Regions from separate parts of the Mus musculus genome. Here regions 2 and 3 are each linked to region 1. Evidence: chromatin contacts called from public promoter capture Hi-C data. All regions are on one chromosome and are shown on one strand. The core of a region is the stretch at or near the end of the contact, and the rest is flanking DNA. Distances in the headings are between cores, read along the strand shown. Region 1 holds the start of Wwc2 (WW, C2 and coiled-coil domain containing 2). Region 2 holds the start of Tlr3 (toll-like receptor 3). Region 3 holds the start of Ufsp2 (UFM1-specific peptidase 2).

The links. Promoter capture Hi-C pulls out the DNA fragments that hold promoters and counts their contacts.
Region 2: a contact with region 1 is called in a promoter capture Hi-C map of pre-B cells, with 2.7 times the contacts expected there. The contact joins the promoter of Tlr3 here to the promoter of Wwc2 in region 1. A contact is called at or near these places in 2 of 39 promoter capture datasets (liver and pre-B cells) and 1 of 9 other capture datasets (liver).
Region 3: a contact with region 1 is called in a promoter capture Hi-C map of pre-B cells, with 4 times the contacts expected there. The contact joins the promoter of Ufsp2 here to the promoter of Wwc2 in region 1. A contact is called at or near these places in 3 of 39 promoter capture datasets (hippocampal neurons, liver and pre-B cells).

Annotation. Positions count from the first base shown.
Region 1 is chr8:47,989,027-47,992,445 of GRCm38.p6, reverse strand. Wwc2 (WW, C2 and coiled-coil domain containing 2) reads left to right here and starts at 1,902. Exons shown (of 23, transcript NM_133791.5): 1 at 1,902-2,380. The coding sequence starts at 2,250.
Region 2 is chr8:45,408,647-45,412,065 of GRCm38.p6, reverse strand. Tlr3 (toll-like receptor 3) reads left to right here and starts at 1,686. Exons shown (of 7, transcript NM_001357316.1): 1 at 1,686-1,766; 2 at 2,088-2,270; 3 at 3,331-3,400.
Region 3 is chr8:45,973,948-45,977,366 of GRCm38.p6, reverse strand. Ufsp2 (UFM1-specific peptidase 2) reads right to left here and starts at 1,839. Exons shown (of 12, transcript NM_138668.2): 1 at 1,779-1,839. It overlaps 1700029J07Rik (RIKEN cDNA 1700029J07 gene), which reads left to right and starts at 2,115. Exons shown (of 7, transcript NM_001033148.3): 1 at 2,115-3,419.

The sequences.
Region 1 (3,419 bases), core at 653-3,152:
GAAACTCACTAAGGAAGCCACAAATTAGGATAGTTTGGGTTAGTCACTGGCTACATCTTGGCCATGTGAATGGGCCAACATAGAGAATTACACATTCGGCAGTGTAACTTTAGACAGGATCCCTCCACCCACTGAGAGCTAGGACCCTGGCTGATTATCTTACTGCTAATAGGCTGAGGCAGAATACAGGTTAGGAAGCAGAAACTTCCCTCAACAAAGCACAAAAACCAGCTTCCACGGGCCTTGGCATTATGGGAAAGACCTAGAAAATGAGAGGTTTCTCTTGAGAACCTCTGCCTCTCTCTGGTTGTCCGTCCCAGGTACACCTGGTTTTCCAGTTCCTGGGGATTTCAAGTGTCTGCAGCTGCATAAACTGTTTCATTGAGAATAAACCCCTTTCCTTTTTTTAAAACCCCCTTCAAGGCACGTGGAGTCCCCTTCTGGAAGCTTGATTCAGAGCTTGGTTCTTACTGTCTAGTTCTATTCACAACTTCAGCAAATGCCCAGGCACAGAAAATGTCCTGCCCAATGCTAGGTCCTGAAGTTATTACATTGGCAGGTCTGGTTAAGGGAATTCAGACCAAGAGGTGAAGGATTGAGCTCTGGGGCCTTTCTTCCTAAAATCTGCCATTTCAAAAGCATCTGCTTAGAGGCCTGGGAGAATATTGACAAGGTTGGCAATGCACAGCAGGCTGTAAAGGTTGAGGACGAAAGGCTATTTCTCAGACTGAGGACAAGGGACACTGCAAGCTTAGTGTCTTGACTCTGCCAAGGCTTTGTCGTCTTAGGAGTCTGACATCCGGCTCCTACCCAGGGCCGATCAGCACTTAATAGCTAAATAAATAAATGTTTGTGAGAGATCTACACCTCATACCAGATGGACCCTTGATCAAGCAAAGTGTGGCCACTGACTCCCGCCTTGGCCCCCTTCCGAGTGATTATTAACCCCTTCTGCCACCCCACCCCCCACCCCCGGTCCGGGACTGGGGTGGAGAACTTCCCGGGACAGAGAGTTGGAAGGAAGGGACTGGATAGTGGACGCAGCCATGTCCCTTGGATTTAAACCCAGAAGGGGACGCCAGATGCACAGGGCCCTGACCCCGCCAGTGCAGCCCCCTGACCCGGCGGGGCAGCACCGGTGATTCGGACCCCTAGGGCCCGCGCGGGGCTGACTGGCGGCGACAGTGGCGGGGTGGCCCTGTCGCTTCTAAGGATCAGGCCGGAGTTGCCCCGTGGGCCACTGGGGCGGACATGTCGCAGCTCTCATGGATAGGGACCCGCCTTTACTTTGCTCCCTTAGGCCCGCGAGGCCCTGGTGAGGTCACCGAGGGCCAGACTGAGCAGAAGGCTCGGGGGCGCCGCGGCCCCGGACACGCCCCGGACACACTCCCAGCGCTTTTTGCACACTTCCCCACCGCCGGGAACAGCCAAGGCACGGGGCGCGGCGTGGGGGGGGGGGGGTGGGGGGGGTGGGGGCGTTCTGTGCCCTTACTGTTTGTTGGGACTTCTTCCCAGGACAGCATTCCCCACCCTTTCCTCTCGAAAGTCTTGTGGTTTCCCTAGAAGACGGAAAGAGGTTGAGAAGGTTGCAGACTTTTTTTTCTTTGGCTTCTTTTTCCATCCAGAAAGCCCTCTAAATCCCCAAAGGGTCTGGCGGAGAGGGGACATCTCGGGCTGCAGAGGAGGGAGCGAGCTGTGCATTCCTCCGCCCTACCGCCTCCCACCTGGCCTCGTCGCTCCCCTCCCCCGCCCGGGCTCAGCCCCGCGTCCCGCCGCGGCCGCCCCGGCAGCTGCAGGGTTAAGCTCAGGAATGTGGCGGCGAGGAATGTGCATGCAGATGAGGCGGGCGCGGGGCGGGCCGGGGGCGGAGCGCATGCTAATCGCATGCAAATGAGCAGGCCAGTCGCCGCCGGGCCGTTGCTCCGCGGAGCTTCCCGGATCCGAGCCCAGACGGCGTCGGCCGGGGCAGCCTGGGCGCCGCGACCCTCGGCGGCCACAGGGGGACGGGGAGGAGGAGGAAGAGGCGGAGGCAGCGGCGGCAAGGAGGAGGAGGAGGGCTCGCTCGTCTGTTCCGACGCAGACATGGTGGACTGATCTCCGGCAGGGCTGAGAGCAGGGATCCCCGAGGCTTCCCCGCGCGTAGCTCGCCGTGCCCCTCGCCCCGCACGCCCCTCGCCGGCACCCGCGTTCCCGCCGCGCCCCGCGCCCGGTCCCTATGGAGGCGCCGCTCGCCGGCGAGGCCGCCGACCATGCCTAGGAGGGCCGGGAGCGGGCAGCTGCCGCTACCCCGGGGCTGGGAGGAGGCCAGGGACTACGACGGCAAGGTTTTCTACATCGACCACAACACCAGGAGGACCAGCTGGATCGACCCCCGGGACAGGTGGGTGGCCGGGCCCCGGCCGGGTGCGGGGACCCGCCTCGGGAAGTGCTGCGGTGGCTGTTGTCTGGGAGACCTGGAGGGCGCCGGGGGCGTGGGGCGTCGCCGGCCCTGCACCCCCCGAGGGGCTCCGGGGTAGGCGCGGGACGGTCGGCCTAGGCGCGGCTGTATCTGCCCGCCAGGCGCCCCTTCTTGGGCCCCATTGCCCACTGCCTTCCCCACACCCCTCGGGGACTTGTAGACACTCCCTGTCCCAAGGGAAGGGCCGGATTGGTGCCCTGGGTTGGCACCCTGAGTCCAGTTAGCCGGCTCAGGGTGTGTGTGTGTGGGTACTTGACCCCTCTCTAGACCTCCTGTGTGCTGTTTAAAGTTGGTCAGATGGAGGGAGAGGGCACCTTTCGACCTCTGAGGCACGCTGAGCTCGGGGCCTCCCGGAGGCCTAAGTGATGGTGAATTACTAGTCATCTGGGCCACCTGTGGCATCTCTCCTGCCTTACATACCTAGCTCCTGGGCACTGACTGCAAGCTTTTCCTAGGGCGCACCCCGAACCATGTCCTAGGGTCTGAACGTGGAGAGAGGGTCCCACTCCTGGCTCGACCTTCGTAGCTTTGCCCCTAAGATTAAAAAAACAAACCACTGTTTTGGAGTTTTGCTTCTAACCGTGGTTCCTCACCTGGAAACCTGGTCAGATTTTCCTTGTGAAGTGGCACGGAGACTGGAAGGGAACCTTGACCACAGCTGTGGGTAGCCCAGACTTGAAGCTTAGCCTAGTTTTTGCACAGCGATATAAGCATTTTGTTCTTACCTGGAGAGCTGAATGAAGCAAACAAGAGATCTAAGAAGTTCAGGAGCTGAACATTGGTGGACTGCTCACCAATGTTCTTTCTGTTTCTCACTCAACTCTCTCTTTGCTTTTAGAAGGAACACTTAGAATTAAAGTTGTTAGAGGGTGTGGACGGTCTCACACATCTGTCCAAACTCAGCACTTGTGAGGTGGAAGGAGAATCAGGAGTTCAAGGCTAGTTTGGGTTATTCGAAATC
Region 2 (3,419 bases), core at 437-2,936, 2.6 Mb after region 1:
GCACAATAAAGGAAAATACCCCAAATCAATTTCACGCCTTGATGAATATGTGCACATGTGTGCATATGTCCCCCACCCCCAGTATGTACACATATACATGCCAAGATATGTACACTTGAAAAAAAAGTTCTCTATTTATTTGAAGCCACTTACTAGTCAACTAACATTACAGCTAACCTAATATCTGTAAAGAATTACAAAGCATAAGATATTATAGATTATAGAGGAAGTATATTGTACTTATCTAATGCTGCATGGCCTATCACTCCATTTCTAAACAGTAAAGCAGCAGCAAGATGGTTTGCAGCTTTTCTGGGATGTTGGCAGAACTTGTTGAAGAAGGTCATTCAAGGTCATTGCTGAAGAAACTGCAGTAAGTTAAAGTAGATTGGAGGACTGTCTCCCATGCAGCCAGAGTCCATGTTAGCCATCTCCTAGGTGTTCGTGAGCATGCACATTCCCCTCCTTATATCCATTGCACAGCTAATCTAGGCTTCTGATTGCATAGCATTGGAGCCCCAGATTCCAATGAAGCCTGAGAGAGACTGGTGTTCCAAGAAGACAAGTCTTAAATACAGAGGCACTTATCAGGCTTCCCTAATGGACTCAGAACCAGACAGATATCCACTTGGTCAAAGCTACCCAAGCCAAGGGTCAGTGTGGGAGAGGACCATACAGCAGCCGATTCTCTGTCAGGAGACTAGTCCTTTAGAGGCTAGCAAGTTCTTCTGTGAGATGGTGTCAGAAGTAAAATTACAAAAATGCAGCCCAACCTGTTTTCAAGGAACCCACAGAGGTGAAATCTTGCCAAGACTATCAACGTTGTGTTGGCATCCAGGTGGATCAATGTAGAGGTCATTAATTTACTGAGGACAAAGTGCTTGCTTATGGTGTTGAGCTAAGAGTGTAGCCATGAGCCAGGTAACCACAGGAAGTAACCTCCTGGGGCCAGGGAAGAGCAATTTGCACCAGGATACAAAGTTACTTCTTGCTTTCACTTCTGTGGCCATTCACCTTTTCCACTTTCACCTCTGCCAAACAAAGGAACTATTGACTGAGAGCTCAGGCACTCCCCTCTCTTGGCTTCAAGACAAGAAGATCAGGTCAGGTGCTCTCCCATTTCTTGTATGCTTTATTACGTTTAACTTTTTTTTTAAAACTAAATAACAACCTGGCTGAATACTATGTCATTGCTCATCTGTAATGAAAAGAAAACTGACTTCATTCCCTTGCAACTCCGTTTCTTTAACCAGTTGGAGTCCTCATAGCTAATTGAGGAAGAAGGAGTTAATCCCGAGCTCTTCTCTGACCAAACAGATGCCTACTGATGCCTAATTTGTGGGTTTTGTGGAAAACTGGGCCTGCTTGAGTAAGAAAGGCTCTTTGTGACACCCAGTGCTGGACCAAACTTCTGCCTTCCTTCCTCCCTCCCTGCTCCCTTCCCCCATTGTTATTTCCCGGCCTAGTTGTTTCTGGGAGTTTCCTGCTTTTGAGGCAGGACCTCCTCCTGTGTCCGAGATGTCCTCAACATTTCCTGCTGGAAAACTGGATGGCCATTTTTACCTAAGAGATTAAGTTCGACTTTACTCATTTTGCAAAGAAGATAAAGCGAGGTAAGTGAATGGCTTTCACTTTGTTTAGACACATCCCATTTCCCCACACGGCCGGTCCCTGTTGGCCCCTCCCACTATGCGCGATTCCCGACCAGCACTCTGGGTCTCTGGGCGGCAGTCCCAACCTCAGACCATGCACTGCGCATATCACAGGTTTGCAAGGATCTGAAACCCACTGCAGAGGGCTTGGCTCTGAAGCCAGAAACTTACTGACTTCCAGAATTCTGCCCCCAGGCGGCGGCCGGTTCCTCGGCTTACACCTTCCTCCCTGAAGGTCGATTTGTGACCATTTCAATGAATCCCAGGAGGCCCTTAAAAAGAAACTAAAAAAGGGTAACAGTTTAATAACAATTTAACTGTTTCGCTGAAAATATCCTCTCTCTCTCCCTCTCCCTCTCCCCCTCCCCCCCCCCCCCTCTCTCTCTCTCTCTCTCTCTCTCTCTCTCTCTCTCTCAACTTAAGTTTCACTTTCAGGCTGAAAGGAAATGTGTGATTTAAAAAAAAAAGTCTGAATGAAAACTAAGGGGATGCAGGACCTCAGGCTGAGTAAAATCAGAATGTACTTGGCTTTTGAGGTTGACGCACCTGTTCTCTATCTGGGAAGTTAAACTGCCTGAATCACAATCGCGCACCAAAAGAAGATAGAAGATGATGCAGGTATTGGGAGAAGGGGAAAAATGCACCATAGTTCCAAATGTAAATTTAGCTACAAATTCTGATATCTTGTGATGAAATGCCAATTTTATGCAGCAACTAAAACAACAGCAGCAAGAACATACTTCCTCTATAGACTTCTCTTCTTGGAAAGATACTTTGAGAAAGCATTCAAAGTGATTTTGTAAAAGGCTTTAAAAAGTGGGTGAATGTGGCTCTGAGGGGTGTAAGGGGTAAACAAGATCAAAATACATATGTATGTGTAATGAATAGTATGAAATCATCAAAGAGCAAGTAAAAGGATTATATTAAAAGGTAGTTAAAAATACTTTTTAAAAAATTGCACCTTTTCCAAAAACAAAATAAAACAACAACAACAACAACAACAACAAAAACGCAGAAGGTTAAAAAGTCCTTTGTATTTAGTGAGCTAGAAAGGAAGACCTGGCACTCCATGACAATGTTCTTGAGAAAGGACAAATTCTCAGATGTTTCTAGGAACTGGCCAGTCACTTTCTGTTACAGAATGAAGAAGGGCAGCAGGAGAGGAGGGCAGGCTGTTCTGGAAGTTGTAGAGTAAGGCCAGAAACCAGGCTGGCAAATTATGGACTAGTTTGGGGAAAGCAGTCAACCTTCACCATATAGAAGTTGTCATAAGCTCTTCTCATGACTTTATGATGTGATTTTGTGTTGACACGTATCTAACTGTTTTGAAAGCTTTTCCTTACTATTAACTATTACCTACTAACTCGTGTTACTGATGAAAAAAGTTTTATGATCTCCTTAACACGCTGTTTAGGATTTGTCCCCCTCCCACTTTCTCTGTCTTTCTGCTTGTGCATGTGGTCACCATTCTGAATTCCCTAACATTCTAGTCACTCATGACCTTGTTTTTCATGCAGCCTGCTTCATTAGTGGATTTTTTTTGGGGGGGTGGATTTTTTTTTTTTTTTGCTTTTCACTCTCAATGAAGTTTGTTTTCAGATTGAGACTGTCTTTCAGTTATTCAGGGATACAGTTTGGAAATGCATTGGTCCTTAGTAATTCTAATTTCTATTTACAGTCTTTCCAGAGGGATAGATGTTACCTAAGCAAGGAGTAGAATATGATACAGGGATTGCACCCATAATCTGGTAAGTAGAGGTGAAAACA
Region 3 (3,419 bases), core at 590-3,089, 2.0 Mb after region 1:
AGCCTCAATGAAATGTTGTCCTTATAAGAGTTGCCTCGGTCATGGTGCCTGTTCACAGCAATGAATCCCTCAGACAAACCCTATTCTGGAACAAGTGAGCTAGAACTGACTCCTAAGGCTTCAAATGACTGAACCTTGGGCATATATTACCTTTGATTGTCAGAACATTATGAAGTAGGTGCCGGTGCAGTTTTTTATTTTGTAAATTTCTTGTCACATCTCTGCAAGAGTGACAGCTTTTATGTAACCTGTTCAAAGACTACACCATGTCCCAATTTCACTCCATTAACTTCATTCTAAGCGAACAACAAAAAGTTTAATAATGCTGTCCATTCATTCTGTTGTTTATCATAAAAAACTAAACCCCTCAAAACTGGAAAATACTGTGAGAACTACCAGTGAGAAGTTTGATAAATTTAGAACAACATTACCATTTGAGTAAGAAAAATACTTACATAAACTGAAGATTGAAAAGACAAGCAAAAAACCCTGTCTTGAAAAAAAAAAAGAAAGAAAGAAAGAAAGAAAGAAAAAGAAAAAAGAAAGAAAGAAAAGAAAGAAAAAAGAAAAGACAAGCAAGAGTAAGGTTTAACTCGGGTACTTATACAATAAGATTTCTGCTTAACATAATCAGTCACGCCTATTCTTTTCTGTAAAAAATGGGGAAAAGATATGGTACTTCAACCAGGGTTGTTATGACAATTCTTTAAGCAATCATATGTGAAAGCGCCAGGGTCTCTTTAGGCTTTTAAAGCAAGATACTCTATGAAGATGTAATATTTAAGCTGAAATTCGAAGGGCAGGTAAGTAGCCCATAAAAGAAGCCTTAAATTTTCCAAGGTAAAGAGGTATTCTTATGTGTGTAAGCCCATTCTAAGCACAGTGGCCAATTGGTGAAGGTTCGCTTAATTGAAACAACATGTAGGAAGGCTGATGTATACGATTGTAAGCCCAACACTTGGGAGGTAGAGGCAGGAAGGTCTGGATTTCAAAGTCATTCCTGACTGTGTAGCCAGTTCAAGGACAGCCTGGGTTTTGTGAGGCTCTGTCCTAAAACCAAAGCAAAAGATCACTTAGACTATGACCCATGGACGGACAGCAAGGACAAAGCTCAAGGACGGTAAAGAAGGTTTTAATACAGCCAGCCAGAAGTAGAACCCAGACTTGATTATTGACTTTGTTCTTGAGATGAGGCAAGTTTGTCAAGGGTTTGGTGGGCACAAGGAGGGGTGAGCTGGGTTATCGAATGGGAATTCTGAAGGAAGAGTGCGGGGAGAACAGGAAATGATGAGCCGGCTCTGTAACTGCTGAGTTTGAATGATTTATTTAAGTGGAAGCAGTTGACTAGACTTATGAATTGGGTTCGGAGAGAAAGCTCAGGGTGTAAGCTGAAGATTATCATCTGCGGTACAGATGGCAGGACTTAGCTGAGCTAGGAGAAGGGGGAAGCTGGAGAGTTCTGTGCCACGTAAGCGAAGGGAGAAGACTATTTTAAGGAAGTTAGGTCTATCTTTTCAAAACCAAAAGTTCTTTTAGCTAGCTTCTAAATACGACAAATAGTGCCTTACTGTCAAGATGCACTGACTGACCCGGAGAGTCGCATGACCCGGTGCTGCTGGTGACCAGATCACCCAAGAGATCCAAGTGAGGATAGTTTGTACCGCGACTTTTGGCCTCTCAGGAGCAGCTCCTTTTAGGGGCCTGGAGCCATTCTCCTAACGGTTGACGAAGTCCTAGGGGTAAATACGGGGAGGTCACTGACAACCAGAATCACTTACCAAGCACCACTGGCGATGGCAAGAACACCTACTTCGTGCAAGCAAGGGTCGTCCCGGAAGTGACGTCACGCCCGCCGACTGCGGGGCTCCGACAGGTGACTACAACTCCCAGAATGCTTCGCGTCAACCATCACGGAGCGTACCACAGGGAAACTATTCGCCGATGGCGGGGAAACAGAAGGCTTAGTTTCGAGAGATTTTATTGGCTGAGACTTACGTATTCTATGGCCTTTCTTCCGTTTTCGTGGACGCGCCGTGCGGGTTCGAACGTTCCGAGGGCCTACAGTAGCACGTTGGGAAAGGGTTCTCCCGTTCCCACGGCAACGCGGCCTAACATGCGCCAGCGGCAGCTTGCGGAACTGTGCGGCGCGCGCCTCTGCTGCTGCGCTCTAGGCTGGAGCCCCGGCCAAGCGCGTGGCCTCGAGCTCTTCGGGCTCTGCTGTGGAGTGATCCCCGACCGGAGCAGGGTCCATCTGATTCTGGTTGTGGGATTAGGTGTCTTTTGGAGAGGTGACTCGGCCTCGCAGACATGGGTTTTCCTTAGCTACCTGCCTACTTCAAGCTACCTTTCCTTAGAGGGAATAACTTAGACAATCAGTCCATTTATTTTCTGCAGTTTCTCCCTTTTAGCCAAACTTTTTTTTTTTTTTTCCTGGCGTAGAAAAGAATTTATTGAGTAAATTGCAAGGATGCAGTGGACAGGGCTGTAACAGAGGAACCTTCTTAGCCAAACTTTTTGAAGGGAACTTGCCATATTCTACTTGGGTAGAATCCCACGATTTTCGTGTCTACGTGATTATAAACCAAAATTTATGCCTTTTAAAGTCTGTTTTCCTACTTCTACCTGACCAGAAGGAGAGGGTTGCAAAAAACATTGCGTAAATGTGTGAATGAATACTTTGTAAGTTTTACTTAAAGAGTTTATTGTAGGGACAAAGTTGAAGGCATTGGCCGCAAGCGCTGGGGCGACAATGGTAAAAAACTAAAGGGGTTTTGTCGTTCAAGCCGCTCCGGAGGTTAGGGCAGAGGTTCCCTGATTCCAGGAGTTCCATTCCAGTCTGGGCAGCGTTGCCTCAAGAATGTGGTGAAGGAGATTGAAACTCAGTTCATGGTTCCTAGCTGTCAGTTCACTGGGGAAAATAAAGGGTGCCAAACCACGGATATAAGATGACTGTTAATGAAGCTTGGGAAGGTGTTAAAGCGGAGAATCTCCAGGAGAAGAGACCAACTCCATGACTGTCCAATTAAAGCAAGCTGTGTGTTGGGGTGTGCCCGTACTAGCCTGCTGGCTGTCTCACTCTGAGAGCACCCCTTGCGGCAGCCTCATTAGGTCCTTTTTACACGAGAGAGAGAGAGAGAGAGAGAGAGAGAGAGAGAGAGAGAGAGAGAGAGAGAGAGAGAGATCGTTCACCGGACTGAGAGAGTTGGCTGTTATACATTGTAAAAACAAAACCAAAGAACAATGTGAAAGGGAAGGAACAAGGTCATGTTCCTACATCATGTGAATCGGGTAGCAAGTTTAGTGTTGGTTGAAAGACATTTTGCAGTTTACATCCTATCTAAGAAACAGGGATCAGTCCTTAATTACAAGGAGAAATCTCAACTTGGAAGCACTTAACGCAGGACAAACAGGAACGTATT